Regions from separate parts of the Zea mays genome. Here regions 1 and 3 are each linked to region 2. A link is a contact called in public Hi-C data. All regions are on one chromosome and are shown on one strand. The core of a region is the stretch at or near the end of the contact, and the rest is flanking DNA. Distances in the headings are between cores, read along the strand shown.

Region 1 (2,810 bases), core at 256-2,755, 170 kb before region 2:
AGTTGGAATTGCCTCAGCAAAAATGGATGGAATTGGACCAAAAAAGTTATTTAGTTTTGTTGTTGATTATACATCAGTGGAAACATCAAGATTCATGAGTCAACCAAGTATCACATTGACCAAATTGAACAAACGATAGATCAAGGTTGTGTTCATTGAGAATGTAATACGGGAGAATGAACATACATTAAACAGTAAATTTCTATTTCCTTTTATAGCAAAAAATCATGTACTAATGCAGAACAAACAAGATGTTCACACACGTTCATTTACTTCTCGTGACTAATCTCATAGGCTACACACAATTGCTCTATAGTGACAAAAATGTGATGCTCTAAGTGTCATGCTCATGTGTGGATGGTTGGAAAGATGACATTACTTGTGCATGATTGGTACGAGAGGTTGTCGAGTGTTATGCTAATGCGAGACGAGTCACACGTTAACGTGCTCCTTTTAGCTCTTACCAGCATTCATTGTCACTTTAGTCACCACGTGAGGTGCACGCCTGATGATGCATGCAAGACTTATCCTCTTCCACTCTCCGATATAGCTATGGAAAGGCGAGACCCACGATGTTCTCTAGTCGTGACATCGATCTTGTTGGTTTCCCCCTCCACTAACCTAGCCAAAGGTCGAAGTGTTCAAGTAGGTATATGTTCTATAATGGAGTCAATGGTGGCATTTTTTGGCAGGTTGTTGTCCCTCCAAACCGCTGACGCCATCCTGCGTGTCATAGCCTATGCAATGATATCCTTATGGGGTACGTTTCTTCCCACAAGTTTGGTTGCTAGTTTTATTTATTTTTCTATGTGTGTGGGTGGGTGGGTGGGTGGGGGGGTATTGCTACCTTGTCGATGTGGGTTTCTAATGTCTGTTACCCGGCCATTAGAACTTGAATGTATCAATTACTTCTTTTCTTAGCAAGAAAGGGACCTTGCCAAAGGCCATTCAACATGTGTTGTTGATGATGATTCTATCACCTTATATGATTGGAATTTGAAGGCGTCGGTCACTTCTTTCCCTAATTTGCAAGGCAATGTCCTTGCCTATTGTTCATGGATGCGGAGACACATCCTTAACATCGTATGTCCATCTCGAGTACTTTACTCTGATCAGCTTCGACAAGGCTATATCATTCATTCTAGGTTTGAAGGAGGGTGAAAGAGAAGTTTCAAAACCTGCAAGGACTTTGTTTCTTAGTCTCAGTGGGTCTTCCTGTATCGGGTTGTTTGCGTAAGTTAAATAGTGCATTAATATTAATATCAGTCCAACTCCAACGAAGTTTCCTTTAAGAAAACAAAATCCTACGCGGGCGCATGCAGTAATCGGATATACACGTACTTGGATAGTTGGATGGCAGTTGGCAATAAAAGGCGTGCATGACACGTTCGCTGTGTACAGGCTAAGCCATCTGTCATCGCTCTTAACCCCACGTAGCAGCAATCCAACGCGCCCACCTCCGTCCATAAATCCACAAGGCCCCCGGAGTCTCTGCCCAGCGGGCCCGGCAGTCCCACAAGATCACAGCACATACGCTTCCTCCATTCCACTCGGCCGCGACCGCGACCGCGACGGCGAGCGAGGGGCCGAGGTGGGACGCCGCGCCGCTTCTGCAGAAAGAAAAAGGCCAGGTGAGGTGCTCGACGCGGGAGCGGGACCGGAGTAGCGCCAGCGTCCCATTCCCGGCCAACCTCCCTGTTCATCTCCATGCCGACCTGACTCGGTATGATAAGATCCATGTGATCCAGAGCCTGATCCGAACACGATCCCTTTCTCCCCTTTCCCTGCGTAGTGCGGAGCTCCAGTGAAGGAACCAAACAGCGCAACACACGAACACACCAGGCGGCAGGCTCCACCCCGTCCTTTTCCTGCCTTTTCCCCCCGTCGAGTTAATCCATCCAGTCGCCAAAAGCTTTGCTAAATTTCACGTGTCTCGCCTCGAGTCGTCCCTAATCCGACGATGCCTTGTTCTACTCCTAAAAAAACCCAAATATCCTGACTTTCTCTTGCTGCTAGCCTCCCTTTTCCCTTCTCCCTTAATCGCACTGTTGGAAGCTCTTCGCTGTCACCCCCACCCACCTCCGGCGCTCTTTTTTAGCATTTTCCTTGGGCTCTGGACTCCAAAATCCCAGCCTTTTGTTTGCTTCTCTGTCTCCTGCTGATTGGTGTCCCCGGGTCCAGGACTCTTGATTTGCTCCTCGCGGGGGTTCGGTCCCATGGCGGCAGCTGCGCTGGCAATGGCAGAGCAGGTGGTGGCCGAGCTCCGAGTGAGGTGTGAGACGCCGCCGTCGATGCTGCGCGAGGTGGCCGTGGAGATGGCCCGCGAGATGGGCGCGGGGCTGGAGAAGGACGGCGGGAGCAGGGTCAAGATGCTCCTCTCCTACGTCGATAAGCTCCCCACAGGGTTCGTGCTTCTGAACCTGTCTTTCTTGCTCTGTTTGTATGATGATCAGAGGATGATTTTGCGTCCTGTTGCTTGTTTGGTAGTCCTAACAATAACAGGATGGTGTAAAGACCTCGTTCAGGAAACAGTATTTTGTAGAAAGTCGTGATGTGTTCCTTCCATGCTCGGCATCACTATTATTGAGAGGATATAGCATATCAACATGTTTCTGTTTTTTTATTCTTTTTGGTAATAATTTATATGACTGGATTTGAGAACGATGTATCTATGGAATGAATTTGGCCATCATATGCAATAGATTCTACGTCTGAATCTGATAGCATAAAAGGACTATCCAACTGTACAGTGATTTATGTGAGCTTCAAGCTACCTGATGCATATAGACATAATCTAAGGATAATTGTTG
Region 2 (2,700 bases), core at 41-2,540:
GCCACCGCTTCCATCCGGCAACAGGCAACAGGCAACAGCCAGTGGGGGGTGTTGGTCGATCTCTGTGGCCGTCCGCTGATGCTGGTAGTTGACTGCCTCCATCCGCGTGACGACGGATAAGATGACGGTGCCTAGGCAAGATAGACGAGCTGAAACGCTGGCCCAACCCAAAATCGTATGGGTAGTATGCTGCGTCTTCTTCCAGAGGCGGTAGCTAGCTAGATATATGAGCGAGCACGCCACGGCTGCGCGGTACGTGTTAGCCTCTCTTTTGATCAGTGATCGGCAACCAAAGGAGCGGGATGAGGCCGCCCCGCTTTTCTATCGGTGATCAGTGATGAGTAGCAAAAGAAACGGGGCGGCGATCCTTTCACCACCGCCTTTGCGCGACTTGATTAGTGGGCAGGACCACGGCGTCAGGCTAGCTGGTCCGCCAACGACAGCGATTTTTAGCCAAGCTCATCCAGCGGCCCTCCCTCCTGGTTGAAGAATTGCGATGAAAAATAGGGGCGTGCTAGTCTCAACATTACAGCTTCCTTTCACAGCCAGAAAAAAAATCACAATGTCCAACCAAAACATGGAGTCGTCACAAACTTATTCCATATATATAGCTTTCCACGTACATAGGGGCGTGTTTTGGCTAAGGTGCCACACGCGGCTGCCGCATGAGGCCGAGGCGCAGTGTTGGAAATTGGCGGCATCATAAACGTGACGTTGTTTTCAACGGGAAATTAACGTACGTAGTGGCCCCGTCACACGTGAAAAGCCCAAGGAAAAACAGCAACTTTCGTCTGTGTCATTCAAATATATTTTCCTCGTTGTTTTACATCATCACCAGCAACATATAAAGATAGGAAATTTGGGTGTCCTAATTCTCCTAACGATGGTATGGAATGGTAAAAGCTAAAGCGTGGTATGGACGTATGGTGTGGTTTAGAACGAATGGGGGGCTAGATTAATAACGCAGCAGTGCACCCCACTGACTAAGGATATGATCATCCCGCCCAACGAATGATCGATCATCCCGTCGGCTACAGCGGGGGAAGCACGCAGTCAATACCCGTGGTCGGCAGCCCGCAGCCCGCAGCCAGCAGCCCCCGCAGACCGCAGACCGCGCAGCAGTACCTCCAGCCAGCCCTCCACTCCCCGTCCGTCCCGACGTGCGCGTGCGCCGCACACGCGCAAGCGCAACTGCTCAAAACCGCACCGCGCCGAGCCGCAGCCGCCGAGGCCCCTGGCTTTCCCTTTTTATACCCCTCGCCACCCGCATCCCCCTGCTCCATCCCCCCCTCTCCACACTGCCAACTCGCTCCGAAGAGGGAGGAGGACGACGCCGGTTGCCACTGCCACTGCCGCGCCGCGCCGCTCCCGTCTCCCCTCCCTCCGCGGGAACTCGACGCCACCATGCTGTCCACGCGCACCGCCGCCGTCGCCGCCTCCGCGTCCCCCGCCTCCCCGGTACGTTCCGGACCGTTCCACGAGCGCCCGGCCCGGCCCAACTAACCACCTTTCGACGCCACCACCTTCCCTCCGCTAGCGACTCCCTCCCGGTGCTTCTCCCGCGCGGTTTGGGCATCGCAGGTTGCCACCGCCTCATCGTTTGGGCTTGTGTGTGTGTGTGTCGCAGTGGAAGCTGGGAGGACGGAGCGAGGGCGGCGCCAGCTGCGACGGATGCCGGACCTACAGGAACACCCTGCGGAGGAGGGCCGCGCCCGCCAAGGTGCGCGCCTTGCCGCCCAGGCGGGTGGACGCGGTCGCGATGGTCTCCAACGCGGAGACGGAGACGGAGAAGGAGCAGGAGGAGGCGGCGGCCGCCAGCGAGGAGCTGCCCGTCATGCCCTGGGCCACCTCCGTCGCAAGGTGAGCCGCGCCCAATCGTCTAACAATTGCTTGCTCGCGTGCTTTTGACTAGCTGCATTATCCTGCCCTGACGCCTTCACCCAAGTCAGCTTTACAATTAGTCTGCCTTTTATTTTAGTTTCAATACCGATTTATCGAAACATGCTTCAGTTCAGCCTAACTAAGAAGCTCCAGCCTGATATATATATAGTCTAGATTTGTTACATACTAGACTAGATCACCGTATGTCACATGGGAGTTTCTAGCAAGTTTCAGTTTTGGAATGTTTTTTTTTGGCCTTGTCGTAGAATTCTGAATCCTTCTGAATCGGGTTGGAGTCAGATAACCTCATGCTGAGTTTGGTCCACAGTTGTTGAACAAAAAGCTAGGAGTTGTCTGCTTTGCTTTGGATTTGTCCTGTTCCGTCCAAGTATATTCTAAGCTGGCCCACAGCTATGACGAATTTGTCTGGTTTCTTCCACTACGCCTTGGACAGTGAAATACGATGATCGAATTTGTCACGTAATCTACTGTGAATGACAACGTTCGCCCCGCAGAATGATAGCTTGTGGAGCATCAATATGGTCGTGTCAAACAAAGAAAAAAAAAATCTGGGCTCTAGAATGTTCGTGGCCGGATGCAAAGCTTTTCTTTGAATCTACGACCCTAATTCTTTCCACTGAATAAGCTTCATTCACCTGGTTGAAAAAACATGCTAACATTTCTTATTTCTAAATCAGCGGTTACACCCTTTTGAGGGATCCACACCACAACAAGGGTCTTGCTTTCACAGAGGAGGAAAGGGATGGACACTACTTGCGTGGACTGCTTCCTCCGGCAGTACTATCTCAGGAACTCCAA
Region 3 (2,983 bases), core at 227-2,726, 130 kb after region 2:
ATGAAATGGCTAGTGCCTGGTGATGTTGTCTAAGACTTTGGAGAGTTCAGAGTTCAGAGAATACTTATAAATCACTGACTCAGTGGGACAACTTGTTTGCTCTCTGATGTGGACTGATGACCTTTGAGAGTTCAGAGTTAGAGTCCTAATTCTTGCACCAAGACAGCCGAACAGGAAGGGGAAGCCGCCAAGCCGGCAAGCCGGCGCGACACCGTGATTCTGGACTGAGACTGCCGTATGGAACAATGGGTGGCTCCGTGGCTGACCTGTGGACGCCGGAGTTGGTGACGCCGCCGACCGCCGTGGAGGAGCCGAGCCGCCGGCGAGGAGCAGAAAACAAATGCCCGCTACGAACCGTGGAGGGAGGCAGGAAGCAGGGCGTAGGGCCACAGGGAGGTGAGGAGGTCGCTGACTGCCCAGCTTGCTGGTTGCTAGATCCATGGAGGGCGTGCAGCGGCCGTCGAGCTTGTCGTAGTGGGCACCGGCGACCAGCCGTCGACCTCGAGTCCTTGAGCAAGCAACAGAATGCGAGCCGCCATGGCAAGGTTGAGGCTAGGTCCATCAGGGTTGCAGTTGCCATATGCCCAGGCTTCAAGTGGAGAGGAAGGATAAATGGGCCAGAATTTTTTGGATGAAAAAACCTAAGTATAAATGGATATTTGGGCCACGACCCGGGCCATGACCCAGGTGGCCCGAGACCCAAATCCGCCCCTGTATGTAAGTGATAATCCGAATTGCTAGAACAAATTTAATATTTTGAAATAGATATGTATAAAATTTGATGTTGATATTTTTATGTTATCAAGCACATTATTATAAATAAGAATATTTTTTTTGCATAAATTGTTGTATGCATTATTTGCTCCATACAACAAAAAATTTTAAAAACCAAATTTGTATCCGAATTCATACCGAATTTTAAATCTATCATTTAAGAAATTATATAATAATTTTGTGAATTTTCTTTTATGGATTTTTACATGTTTAATGCTTAAAAACAAGAATATAATATTGCATATTACGATCAAAGTAAAAGACACAAAATCGGTATCTAAATAGTTATCGTTTTCATCCTGTCCGCAGCCACCGTGGCCTCGTCACGGGAGCCTAGGCCCTAGAGGCAGGGCGTTGGCGAGGTCGAGCGAGTCCGCGAGGCGGGCGGCCGTGGTGGCGTTGACGAGGGGGGAGTCGGAGTCGGAGTCGGAGTCGGAGTCCAGTTTGTTATGCAACACCGTCGCGACGCACAAGACTCCGATCTCACGGAAGAAATTTCCACCCCGTTTTTTTGGGAATCCATACTGAACCTCGGATCCATGATCAAGGGATGAAAATTATCCATGATGACGTCATAGCATGGTTGTGTTGCGCAGATATCTCCGGCCGTTTGGAAGGAGAAGGCCTATTAAAGGCCCAACTATACACAGGCCGCCTATATAAAAGGAGAGAACTAACCCTAAACTCCCAACCTTCGCCTCTCCTCCCGTTGTCAGCCGCCGTGCCTGTTCTCTCTGCCTTTCTAAAAGTGCGGCGACTGGTTGGGCTGCCGCCGACTGCCGGGGCCTTCGCCGACCTCTTCGCCGGCGAAGAGGTCCCATCAGGTATTGCCAAAATGAGTTCCCAAACTCTAATCTCAAACTATTTGGCTGTTTGATCGATGCCTGTTAGCTTCTAAGTTTTTTGCAAAAAAATATCGGGTGTACATGCCTTTGCTAGATCCCACCCTAACTGTTGGTGTGGTGCAGGAGAAGGAGTAGATCGTCGACCCAGAACCCTCGCTGATGGCGACTTTCGCGAAACCTGAGAACGCGCTGAAGAGAGCCGAAGGTGAGTTGCTGGGACTTGGGATCGATTTTTATCTGCGGGTGGTAGTTGTTGATGCTATGCCTGCTGCATGCGGGATTTGTCAGACCCTTGCGAATTAGCATAGCGTGAAGATGATGCGTGTGTTACTTGCTCTGATTGAATAGGGAATGTTTACTGCTGACGAATCTATTTACTGCTTGGTTCTAAATGTTAGTTTAGTTTGAAAGTTGGAATATTGACTACATTGATATTGTTACATTGATTAGGTGAACCTTGCTTCCTGCATACAAATAAATATTAGCCAGTTGTCTGTTCTCATTACATGAGGTATTTTGTCCCATTGAGATTTTTGTTTTGTTTTGTTTTGATGAATTATGTCATGCAATTGGTGGGAAGATAGAGAGAAATAGAGGAGTAGGTACAAGATGAGTTCAAAGTTTTGATCAAATTCCTAAAGAAATTCGTGATTTTTGGGTTTTTGCATAGGTGAACCAAAAAATTCAGTTAGAAATACTTAAAAATGCTACAATGTATATCGAAGTTAACACACCACTACACCTATCTTTAATAATTTGTGAAAAGCGTCCAGCCCTCCAGCATATGATATCTAGGGATAAAATCCCACTCCACTAAATGGAACCTTGTAAAGTTTATGCAACATAAAAATGATTTGTTTAATTTACCTGAAAACAACCAGGAAGGCTGGAATTTGAGGATTCTTGTGACTGTCAATTAAAAAACATGGTTGCAAATTCTTAAGAATCTGCTCGTATTGGTGTGTTGTCATAAAAGATGTGTATGCTGATCGCTTCCTCTGCTTTTATTTCAGAATTAATCCATGTTGGTCAAAAGCAGTCAGCCCTGCAGGCTTTACATGATCTCATTACCTCGAAAAGGTACAGGTCATGGCAGAAGCCTCTCGAAAAGATCATGATGAAGTATGTAGAACTCTGTGTTGACCTGAGGAAAGGCAGATTTGCAAAAGATGGTCTTATTCAGTATAGGATTGTCTGCCAGCAAGTAAACGTGTCATCCTTGGAGGATGTCATAAAGCACTTCATGCAGCTTTCAAATGAGAAAGCTGAACAAGCTAAGAGTCAGGTCGAAGCACTGGAAGATGCTCTGGATGTCGAAGATCTTGAAGCAGACAAGCGTCCCGAGGACCTCATGCTCAGTTTTG

What was found. A called contact is a pair of places that touch in the nucleus more often than the background predicts.
Region 1: a contact with region 2 is called in a Hi-C map of ear, with 1.7 times the contacts expected there. The contact joins the promoter of LOC100192075 here to the promoter of LOC542233 in region 2. A contact is called at or near these places in 2 of 25 Hi-C or Micro-C datasets (ear and endosperm).
Region 3: a contact with region 2 is called in a Hi-C map of leaf, with 3 times the contacts expected there. The contact joins the promoter of LOC542747 here to the promoter of LOC542233 in region 2. A contact is called at or near these places in 5 of 25 Hi-C or Micro-C datasets (ear, endosperm, leaf and 1 more).

Annotation. Positions count from the first base shown.
Region 1 is chr3:7,008,549-7,011,358 of Zm-B73-REFERENCE-NAM-5.0, forward strand. It overlaps LOC100192075 (hexokinase1), which reads left to right and starts at 1,506. Exons shown (of 10, transcript NM_001137498.1): 1 at 1,506-1,723; 2 at 2,182-2,404. The coding sequence starts at 2,217.
Region 2 is chr3:7,183,485-7,186,184 of Zm-B73-REFERENCE-NAM-5.0, forward strand. LOC542233 (NADP malic enzyme 3) reads left to right here and starts at 1,291. Exons shown (of 20, transcript NM_001111843.1): 1 at 1,291-1,458; 2 at 1,628-1,860; 3 at 2,580-2,700. The coding sequence starts at 1,405.
Region 3 is chr3:7,314,196-7,317,178 of Zm-B73-REFERENCE-NAM-5.0, forward strand. LOC542747 (eukaryotic initiation factor 3) reads left to right here and starts at 1,477. Exons shown (of 14, transcript NM_001112256.2): 1 at 1,477-1,598; 2 at 1,743-1,824; 3 at 2,633-2,983. The coding sequence starts at 1,779.